2 separate regions of the Sus scrofa genome follow, and region 1 is linked to region 2. A link is a contact called in public HiChIP or PLAC-seq data. All regions are on one chromosome and are shown on one strand. The core of a region is the stretch at or near the end of the contact, and the rest is flanking DNA. Distances in the headings are between cores, read along the strand shown.

Region 1 (5,815 bases), core at 1,479-3,978, 320 kb after region 2:
TAATTTCAAGGCTTGAATACTGGAGTCAGGTAGTCCAAGGCTATATTTGAACCCCATCACCGCCCAATTGTATGAACTTGGATGAGTTATTCAGCCATCCTGTGCCCCAGTTTCCCCCTGAGGGGTGGTATAATATCACCTTATAAGGCTATTGTCAGAAATAAATGAGCTACGACACGTTAAAACTGTGCCTGGCACACAGTAAGCAATTGGCCAGTGACAGCTACTGTTAAACATTACTGTTTTGTTACTGTTTCAGATCACTGTGGAAATGTTATGTTATTCATAACACTATCCGTAACTAGCGTTGAGAAAATTGGCGAATCATTTAGAATAAAGTAATTTCGATCATTAGAGTTTATGCCAATATAAAAATCCAGATGGATGAAAGACTGAAGCTGAAACCTTAAAGAATTGGAACAAAATGCAAGGGAATATTCATCTAATATTAAAGCAGGTAGGAATTTTCTAAGCATATTTATTAAAGCAGAAACCTTAAAATAAGAAAATGAGAGATGTGACCATATTTTTTAAAAAGCATATTCCTCTGTACACCAAAAACGACCAGGAGGAAGCTTTAAGGGCAAATGGAGAACTGGGTAAAATAATGAGGATAATTAATAAGCAAGGGGTTAACCTATAGTGTTACAAGTTAATGAGGAAAAGTCTAATACCCCAATAGCAAAGTGAGCAGAGTCTATCAAAAGGTACATCACTAATAAAAACATGATTACAGGTGCTTGACAAACCTTTGATCAACTGCTCTCTCTCTTAGTGGTAAAAATGCAAGTTAAAACATTGAGAAGCCATTTTGTGTACTAAATTCCCCAGTTTTTTTGTTTGTTTGTTTGAAGAGAGGATGTATCACTGGATTCGGTGGAAAGAAGCTGGTACTTTCCTAACCAGCTCATTTCATCCAGTCTACCCAGTGTTCCTCTACACTTTAGCCATCAATGTTTTCTCTGCATTTTTTCCTCTATAGTTTCACCTTCTACATAATTTGAATCATTGATTGATAAAGACGGTGAGCTAAAGATAACTGTGGACACTAACCCACATTCTGCATGTTCCTGGATTTGGCATCCATTCGTTAATAAGTTACATAGGAACAAGCTGTTTCTAAGCGCACACACAGCTGTCCTCTCCCCACACGGTACACAGGGCATTGCTAAGTATTGGCTGAAGTCAGAATCCATTGTGCTGGCCACTTTCCCCTACCAATTAGCGACTCTGTACCAGAAAAAAAAGAAGAGCAGTCTCGCCTAATCTGCTGGGAACTGCAGCTTCTTCTCCCAGGTACACACAGAGCCATCTCTTGAAGATCGTGCCTGGCCTTGACTTCAAGTTATCAGCATCCTCGCTTTGCAAAATCTATCTCCTTTACGCAAAGTTCCATGTTCTTTGCTCATCCCCAGTCTTCATCAAGATTTCTCAAAGATCAGGAGTAACCATGATGGCTCAGGGGTAATGTACCCAGCTAGTATCTATGAGGACCCGAGTTTGATCCCTGGCTTTGCTCAGTGGGTTAAGGATCCAGTGTTGCCATGAGCTGTGGTGTAGGATGCAGACATGGCTCAGATCCCACATTGCTGTGGCTGTGGCATGGGCTGGCAGCTACAGCTCCAATTCACCTCTTAGCCTGGGAACACTCAGAGGTCATGAGTGTGGCCCTAAAAAGACACACACAAAAAAGATTTCTCAAAGATCATTTGCAGTGGTTTATCCATCTCATTTGCAAATTGTATGAACCTTCTAGAATGTTCTTATCAGGTCAGAAACCTACAACTTACAGAGGGCAGTTAGTGTTTTGCTTGCTTTCCAATGTCCCCTCACAAACAGGAGAGAAGCCAAGGTAAGAGTTGAGGAACTTGACTTCCTCTTGACTATCCACTCACAGGCCCTCTTTCACCCTGAGCAGGAAGCCCAACTATTCCCTTACTCTAGAGGTAAGTACTCAGAGTGTTTTTAATTCATTCTGCAAAACACAACCTGGCTTGTAGCTCCAGGCACAATTCTTGCTGTAGAACAGCTTCTGGTTATACACTCTTTTTCTGCTTTGCATATATACCCTGTGGACATGAGTCGATCCAATCAAGAGAACTCATGGTGTAGCCACATGCTTCTTTAGGGACTTCCCACATTAATTCCTGACTGAGAAAACTTACAACCGGCCAAGGTGAATTACACTGATTAGAGCTTTGCCACACCCTCTGCTTACCCTCCCTTCCGTGGTCTCATGCCATGAAACCATACTTATTTTTCTTCTAAATCATTTATCGAATTTTTTTTTTTTTTTTTTTTAAGAAACTGGAGTGAATCATGTGTTATTTCCCAGAGTCTCAGTGACTCATTCTTAATGCAAGTAAATCCATGTGGCTTAAACTCCACTAGTCTCTGTAGGGTGGCTCCTTGAAGAGCTATTGTGCTCAGGAGTGAAAGAGCTTCCGGGTCCTTATCTTTAACCCCTTCACGAATGCAAATATTACAGGTGCTGCAGAGCCAGTTAGAAAGGCCCCACCTGTCCTCTCAGATCTTGTGACAGCGGGGGACTTCCTCTGGCTGTATCCAAAGAGCTAGCACACCAGTTTGAATGGAGAAGAATGAGAGGGTTAATCAGAAGCATACACTGGGGTCCAAGTGATGCCTTAGAAACCAGACTAAGAGTACTGGTGGCTCTGGAGGGACTGGCAGGGGAATCATGAAGTCAGGGCTGCACTTGAGAAACATGTCCAGTGTCCCCTCGTGACTCAGTGGGATAAGAATCCAGCACTGTCACTGCTGTGGCTCTGGTTACAGCTGTGGCGCGGGTTCAACCCCTGGCCTGGGAACTTTCACACGCTGTGGGAAGACCACGTCCAGAGGCCATGTTGGCCGGAGTGAAGAGGGATGCCCTGAACGCTGCCATGGGAGATAAGGGGGCTGACCAGCTGTCCGTGCTACAGATAAAGGCCTCTGCTCAGGGAGTGAACACAGAAATGAAAATTAGAGAGGCCTGCCCAAGAGCAAGATGTGGGCTAAAAGGGAAGGAGTCACTAATGACTCAGAGGTTTCATGCCTGTGATTAACGAATGTTTCCTGACGGGAGTTTATCATCATCTCACGGATAGCAAATGACCTCGCTCTGTGGACTCAAAAAAGCACACACTCGTGGTACCTTGTGGCTGGAAGGGATCACAGTGATCCTGGAGGGAGGCAGTAGAGAACCAGCCAAGTGAAATATAATTTCCAAGACCCTCGGCTGATTAGCAGTAGGACTCGGGCAGGGAAGCCCAGGCCTCTGCATTTCCCATCAAACCGACGGCCTGCTGGCTCCCTGGTCGCGATGACACAGCTCTGTGGGGGGCAAATGTGCAAAAGGTTGGAATAGCACGATTCGTCAGCACGCAAGGACAAGCATGGGGCTGCTCCTTGGCACGAGTGACCCGAAACAACTTCAGGACTCATTTGGATCCTACTTCTGCCCAAATTACTTTCTGAAAGGCAGACTCCGACATTTTTGCCAAAGGAGACGGCCAGGTGAGCACACAACCCAGGTGAATTTTGTACACAGATGCATATATACTAGAACTGCCTTCGGAATTCCAATGGAACACTGGGTTTTCTATTATCTCAGAGCTTTCCAGCAGCTTGAATTCAGAAGGTTCAAACTCTCTTTCACTAGGAGGGGGGAAAGGCACCGCCAAAAGCCACTTGGATATGTCCACAGCAAAGTCCTTCCTGTGAACTTAATCACAGACTGTAGTCCGCCCCTGGGCCATTTCTTCTACCCAATTTGAGTTTGTTAATCAGACCAAACAGCTGCTGAAGCAGTGGGTTCTGGAAGCTATTGTTTCTGTGCCTCTCCAGGATGCTTGCACCTCTCCATTCTTCTGATAAAAGCACCTCTTTTCCCTGTGGGAACTCCATGTCCGCCCTTCAAGCTTTTGGGAATGGACTGGCAGAAAAATTTCCAAGTGTCAGATGGGTGACTGTTTCTTGCGGTCATCAGTCAGTTCCAAGAAAGGAAGCCTAGCCGATCTGTATGCAGACACGCAACAGCACCCATCTTCGTGGGAGAGGCCCTCACTTACTGTGCTGCGTGAAATACGTCAGAGAAAAACATAGACTGTACGACCTCCCTTGCATGTGGGATCTAAAAAAGCAGAATTCATAGAAATAGAGAGTCCAATGGTGGTTACTAGGGACTAACGGGTGAGGGAAATAGGCAGATGCTGATCAAAGTGTACAAACGTCCAGTCGTAATACAAACAGGTTCTGGGCAGCTAATGTACAGCGTGGTGACTAGAGTTAACGATACTGTACTGTATACTGAAAAGCTGCCAGGGGAGTAGATTGTCAACATTCACACATGCGCACATGTACTATATACAAAAACACATATCCATGTACCTTATGCGTATTACATATGCATGGGGAGTATGTGAGGAGATGGAAGGATGAATTAATCTTCCTGCGGCAGTCATGTTGCAATATACGTGTGAATCAAATCATCACGTGGTACCTCTTAAACTCACCCAACGTTACGTGTAAATTATTTTCTCAAAAACACCTGAGAGAGCGCGAGCACCGCGCTCCCCGCCGAGCGGTCTGCAATCCAAGATGGCTGACAGGCTGACAGGAACGCCCCTCGACCAGCTGAAAAGCCATGTTCCCTACCCTTGTTGAGGCTGGTGGGAGTAGAGATAAACAGCTGAGAAATGATGCTAGGGGATAAGCAAAGGAATGAAGGAAGCCTAGTTCTCCACATTGCTCCCAAACATTTCCTGCGAGGTACCCTCCCCTGACAGGGTAACAAGCCCCCAGTTGTAAGGCCCCACTCCCTGGCGCCCGCCTGGAAGCTGGGTTATGTGGGCCTTTCCTCATCCCCCTATTTTCATTGCTTTCTGCTGCTCTGAGGCAAGGGACAGGATGTGAGGAGTTAAAGTGATACTCTGGGCTAAGAGCCGAATTCCCCAGGCTGTTGCTAGGAGGAATGAACCACCAGGAAAAGGTCAGGATTCAGAAGGTCATAAACTTGACCTGATTTCTGGTCTTAGCTACAAATTAATGGAATTCTTATGAACCAAATCCAGTGGCAGGTTGCCTGCTGGTTTTAAGAAATGTGCTGCCAGGGAAATCCCAGCCTGGCAAACAAGGACCTGTGATTGCTCAACCCCTAAGGCAGCTCCCCGACCTGGATCACCACCCGGGAAAGCAGAAGCAGGGCTCCTCCCCACGGCATCTCTCAGGGGAGACTCGGAGGAAAGGGACGCAGGTGCTGCCCCATCAGGCAGAGCCCGAAGCCACCAACCTGACAGACCAAGCGACCCATTTGGCTGGCAGGGCAAGAGATGCTTGCTTTTCCTGTCCAGAAGGATGTGGTCCTTGCTGTGGGTCCTCGGACCGCTGCAATGTTCTTTTATCTTTTCCTCCTTTCCAAATGCATGTACTTCTTGTGATGATCCACTTTTCCCTTTCATCTTATAGACTGTGGTTTGAGAATGGTTACATTTGCCATTTGGTCTGGACTGCCAGACCATCATGAGAAGCACATCTAGATCAGACCAAGAGGGATGGGTCAGCCCTGGGAACCTTGGTCTGGGCACTGGATTTAGTAACAGACCCACCTTTGAGGTGTCTTCCCCTCGGGTTCCACTTTTGGTTATATGGAGGACAGGTCCACTTTCTTAACGGAGGGTCTTTTTCTCAGCAGTGTACGTGCCTGTGTGTGCACATGCTAAGCAGCCGCATGGCTGAGAGGAGTGGACTATTTGTAGCTCTTTGCTCGGGTCTGCCAGCAGGGTTTTCTATGCCTCTTTCCCTGATGGGGATCAAG
Region 2 (5,556 bases), core at 2,735-5,234:
GAGTTTTATGGTGTCTTGTCTTATGTTTAAGTCTTTTGTGTGTGTGTGTGTGTGTGTGTGTGTCTGTGTGTGTGTGTGTGTGTGTTTAAGTCTTTAAGCCAATCTGAGTTTATCTTTGTGCATGGTGTGAGGGTGTGTTCCAGTTTCACTAATTTACATGGGGCTGTCCAGTTTTCCCAGCACCATTTGCTGAAAGAGTCTCTTTTTCCCATTTTATATTCTTGCCTCCTTTGCTGAAGATTAATTGACTGTAGGTGTCTGGGTTCATTTCTGGGCTCTCTATTCTGTTCCATTAGTTTGTATGTCTGACTTGGTACCAGTACCACACTGCCTTGATTACTGTAGTTTTATAATATTGTCTGAAGTCTGGGAGATTTAGGCCTCCTGCTTGGTTTTTGTTCCCTCAGGATTGCTCTGGCAATTCTGGGTCTTTTGTGGTTCCATATAAATTTTTGGATTGTTTGTTCCAGTTCCGTGAAAAATGTCATGGGTAATTTGATAGGGATTGCACTGAATGTATAGATTGCTTTGGGTAGTATGGCCATTTTTACAATATTAATTTTTCCAACCCAGGAAGCATGGAATATCTTTCCATTTCTTTGAATCCTCTTTAATTTCCTTGATTAATGTTTTATAGTTCTCAGCATGTAAGTCTTTCACCTCCTTGGTCAGGTGTATTCCCAGGTATTTGATTTTTTGGGGTGCAATTTTAAATGGCATTGTGTTTTTGTATTCCTTTTCTAATGTTTCACTGTTAGTATACAGCAGGAGGGCGGGTGTTTTCCCAGGGGGGTGAAGCCCACAACGGATAGTGCTCAGTTGCAGTGCCCTCTTTTATTTATTTTTTTCTTTTTCTTTTGCTGACCCCTGAGATGACTGGGGCCACAGGTGGAGCCCACTCACAGGACCCCAGTGGTGGAAGACCACGCTTCCCTCTGGCCTCCAAGATGACTGCCAAGGTCCATTCCTGCCACCTGTAGATCAGGGACGCACTTAGCCTCCTGCTGCCCTTAGCCCACACAAGAGGTGCCTGGCCACCTGCAGCCTGTGCAAGAAGCACCCAGTCTCCCGTAGCCCAGAGCATGTGGCTTCTTGCCACCTGTAGCCTGCATCAGAGGCGCCCTGCTCTCTGAGAGCCTGGGCATGCACAGGGAGATGCCTGTAGTGGCCCGCCCCTCCTCCTCTCACCTCCCCAACAACGGAGCCTTGCTTCGCTGGTGGGCCCCGACCCCCTCCTGGGTTCTCTCTACCGTGACTTTCCACTCTCCGTCCTATAGCACACCACTCTCCAGCCCGTTACACACAGCTCCTTAGCCCCTCAGGCTGTCCCTACACATACAACCCTAGTCCTCTTCCCAGAACTGACCTCAGGAACCTGTCTCAGCACGCAGCCCCCGCCCAAGTGTCTCAGGCTGTGGTGTCCAAGGAGGTGGTACAGATGATCTTGCGGCCCCCACTCTACTTTGCCTTCCTCAGTCTAGCTACTGCGCTTTTCTCTGCGACTTTGAGGTCCCTCTGTCTTGGCTGATCTCCCCGCTGGTTAGGCAGCTTCCCAGGGTATGGGTTCCTTTTCTCCTTCACAGCTCCCACTCAGGAATGCTAGTCCTGTCTTGATTCTTTTTTTCTCTCTTTTTCTTTTGTTTTGCCCAATCAAGTCAAGAGTTTCTTGCCCTTTTTGGAGGTTTATGTTCTTCCGCCAGCATTCAGTCGATGTTCTATGTGAATTGTTTTACATCTTACTCTGCTGCCACTTGATCCTCTCTAGCTCTTGGTTTTCGATCCATCCTGCCACTTTGTTTCTTTTGATTGGTGAATTCAACCCATTTACATTTGGGGGGGTTATTGATAGATGAGAACTTGGTATTGCCATTCTATCTTTTGTTTTCTGGTTGCTCCATATCTCCATTGTTTCTTTTTCCTTGTTTCTGTTTGGCATTTTGGTTTGGTAGCTTTCTATGACATTTTTCTCAGTTCTTTTTTTTTTTTTTTTATGCTTTATGTCTCTGTGCTAGATTTATGCGTGGTAGTTACCATGAAATTTGTGTAAAATGTTTCATAGGTTAAATAGTCCTTTTCTGCTGATACAATTTTATCTTCATTTTCTACACAGGTTCTCTTTTCCTCTTCCCTTTTTAGGTTTTTGTTGTCTCAAATTGTCCCTTTTTTTTTTTTTTTTTTTTTTGGTCTTTCTTGCTATTTCTTTGGGCCGCTCCCCGTGGCATATGGAGGTTCCCAGGCTAGGGGTCGAATCGGAGCTGCAGCCCCTGGCCTACGCCAGAGCCACAGCAACGCGGGATCCGAGCCGTGTCTGCAACTTACACCACAGCTCACAACAACGCCGGATCCTTAACCCACTGAGCAAGGGCAGGGACCGAACCCGCAACCTCATGGTTCCTAGTCGGATTCGTTAACCACTGCGCCACGACGGGAACTCCGAATTATCCCTTTTTATATTGTGTTCATTACCAAGTTGAAGTTGCCATAGTTTCTTTCCTGATACAATAAAGTGCTTAAAAACCTTTTTTGATAGAGTTGCAATTTTCTGCTTCTCCTTGTCTATTTATTACCTTACTTGAAGTTGTATGTACTTTTGCCTTTTTGTTTCTGGTAGAAGAGCTCCTTTTCAACATTTCTTATAAAGCAGGGCTAGCACTGATAAAATTCCTCAGCTTTTGTTTGTCTAGGAAAACCCATATTTTTCCTTCATGTCTGAATTATCATTTTGTTAGTGTTCTTGCATGACCATTTTTGTCTTTCAGTATTTTGAGAATGTCATTCTACTTCCTCCTGGCCTATGAGATTTCTGCTGAGAAATCTGCTGAGAGCTTAAAAGATATTCCTTTGTAGGTTGCCAACCTTTTTTCACTGGCTGCATTTAAAATTCTTTTTTTATTGACTTTTGACAGTGTCATGGAGAAGATCTTTTTGCATTGAGGTAATTTGGTGTTCTCCTTAGCTTCAAAGACTTGTATATCCTGTTCCCTTTCCAGATTTGGGAAGTTTTCAACTATGATTTCTTTAAATAAACTCTATGATACCTTCTCTGTTTCATCTCCTTCTGGGATAACCTTTACTCTAATGTTGCTCTTCCTAAAAGAGTCAGATAGCTTTCATAGAATTTTCTCTTTTTTAAGATCTTTTTTTTTTTTTTTTTTTTTTTTTTTTTGCTTTTTTAGGACTGCACTTGCGGCATGTGGAGGTTCCCAGGCTAGCAGTCAAATTGAAGCTATAGCTGCTGGCCTACACCACAGCTACAGCCACAGCCGCATCAGATCCGAGCCATGTCTGCAACCTGCACCACAGCTCAAGGCAAAGCCGGATCTTTAACCCACTGAGTGAGGCCAGGGATTGAACCTGTAACCTCATGGTCCCTAGTTGGATTTGTTTCCGCTGCACCACGATGGGAACTCCAGGAACTCCCTTTTTTTAAGGTCTTAATTCTTTTCTCTTTTCTACCTGTATCATTTCTAGATTTTTATCTTTGAGCTCACTAATTCTCTCTTCTATATGATATGCTCTATTTTCAATGCTTTCTAATGCTATCTTCATCTCATTTATTGAGTTCCTCAGCTCCAGAATTTGGTTCTTTTTTAGTTTCAGGCTCTTTGTTCTTCTGTTCATTAATTTTATTCCTGAGCTCATATAACTTCCTCTTTGAGTTTTCTTGTGCCTTGTTGAATTTCTTCATGACAGCTATGTTGAATTCTCTATCAGTCAGACTGCAATATTCCATGACTTTAAGTTTGGTTTCTGGTGAACTGTCATTTCGTTTTTGTGATTCAGTGTTACTGTAGTTCTTCATGATGCTTGATAAGTTGTTCCTCAGCTGGCACATTTGAAGTAGTGAACAACTTTCTTCTTTAGGTAAAAATAATTGTTTTTACTTGATTCTAATGAACAATTCACAAATTAGAGGCCTTTCTTTTATTTTCCAGTAGGTGGCACCATAGAACAAGTTTTTGGTTCCTGTTACCTGGGCTGCCTCTGGTTGTATTGGCACTTTCTGCCCCGCAAAGTCTCTGTCAGAACTGTCACCCAGGGCATAAGTTATCACTGCTTGTGCCTCCAGGGTTGTTGGTGCCTTGCTGTTGCTGGAATCACTGGTGTCACTGCCTGAGGTACCAAGTTGGTGGCCTCATCTGGGATCCCCTTAGTCACAGGCTCTGTCACTGTGGTGGGGAGGACAGCAGGGGGTAGGACGTAGGATCACGTGCACCTCTGCCTGGTCTGGTCTTGTCAGGTTTCTGGGCTCGCCTACTGCAGCTGGAGGGTGGGTAGCCAGAGTTGCGGGCCCCTCTGCAGCTGGAGTGTGTAACAGGCTTTTGTTGCCACTACTGCCCAGTTATTTGTGGCTGCTGGCTCCATTGCAAGTGGGAGGCTGGGGTCATGTGTGCTACCACCCTTGCTGCTATTGGGTTCTCTGGGTCTGTGGGCTCAGCTGCCACAGCCCAGGGGCTAGAACTGCAGTGACTGACTATGCTGATCCCCAAGTTCTACCTCTTCTATGTATTCCATTCCACCCACCTTGAGATGTATAGATGTGTAGAATGCTCCAGTGTTCTGGTGTGTTGGGCAGAGGCACTTTTGTTGAGTTGTGGATGTTTTACTGGTTGTAGATTGAAGGGGAGAGACAAAGAGAGCATCTCATCCTGTCATGATGCCGACATAACTCCCCACTTCTAAATTTCTTACTAATTGGTTTAATACACTTTAAAGACTTAAGCAAGTTACCCAAGTAACCATAGAGTAGGAGGGAGAGAGAGAAAAACGAAGAAAAAGGCCAAATTTATTTGCATATTTAGTGTAAAGCATTTCAGATGCTTTTCTGCTTTAAAAGATTTTAAAAAGTATTTTCTCTTAAATCTTTATTTATGAAATTTTTTTTTTTTTTTTTTTTTTTTTTTTTTTTTTTTTTTTTTGCCATGCCTGCAGCACATGGAAGTTCCTGGGCCAGGGATCAAACCCAAGCCACTGCAGTGACAACACTGGATCCTTAACCCACTATACTACAAGAGAACTCCCATGCAAACTTCTTTCAATGCTTGAGGGAGAGTGGGCAAAAATTTCCAATATAATCCAAGGAATGAATGAACTGCTTTTTTAAAAAAAGAATTGTATCAGATTCTGGCTCAATATCTAAAAATTAATTATTATAGTTTTATTGTGGGTATATGTTCATGAACTTTTAAGTAGAATACAAAATTTTTGAGATTTGAAGGACTAATCCATAGAACACTGTGTATAATAAAATTAAAGTATTTTTAAAACTCAAGACATATGAATAATGATACAAATGATACTTTCTCTGGGTCTGATTCTGTCCTGTTAACTTACTTAAGGTGAAAACTTCTCAAAGGACCAAATAGTATACTGAAATAAAAACTATTTCATAATTTCAAGTTAAATACAAAATTTTATCTTCTATCCAATTCTTATTTAAGCTGATTGTTGTTATCTGCTTTATTTCAGTACTAACCTTAATTTGCTGTTCACTTTGCATCCAATTTAGTATCTGACTTTGCAATTCTTGTAACCTGTAGTTGGTATCAGGCTTTT

What was found. HiChIP or PLAC-seq counts read pairs in DNA pulled down with a chosen protein or histone mark.
Region 1: a contact with region 2 is called in an H3K27ac HiChIP or PLAC-seq map of alveolar macrophages. The contact joins two enhancer-like sites. A contact is called at or near these places in 2 of 2 datasets of contacts at active chromatin or transcription factors (alveolar macrophages and skeletal muscle).

Annotation. Positions count from the first base shown.
Region 1 is chr1:252,826,708-252,832,522 of Sscrofa11.1, forward strand. The region is part of intron 14 of SUSD1 (sushi domain-containing protein 1); the gene reads right to left. Among named protein-coding and RNA genes, the nearest start is that of SUSD1, 130 kb to the right of the region's middle. Within about 2 kb of position 2,729, at least 20 of the 83 cell types and tissues checked have an H3K27ac peak or open chromatin away from gene starts, as enhancers often do. A contact at or near this core is called in alveolar macrophages, where this site is marked.
Region 2 is chr1:252,509,172-252,514,727 of Sscrofa11.1, forward strand. C1H9orf84 reads right to left here. Exons shown (of 26, transcript XM_021085151.1): 15 at 5,477-5,556. Among named protein-coding and RNA genes, the nearest start is that of C1H9orf84, 43 kb to the right of the region's middle. Within about 2 kb of position 3,985, at least 1 of the 83 cell types and tissues checked has an H3K27ac peak or open chromatin away from gene starts, as enhancers often do. A contact at or near this core is called in alveolar macrophages, where this site is marked.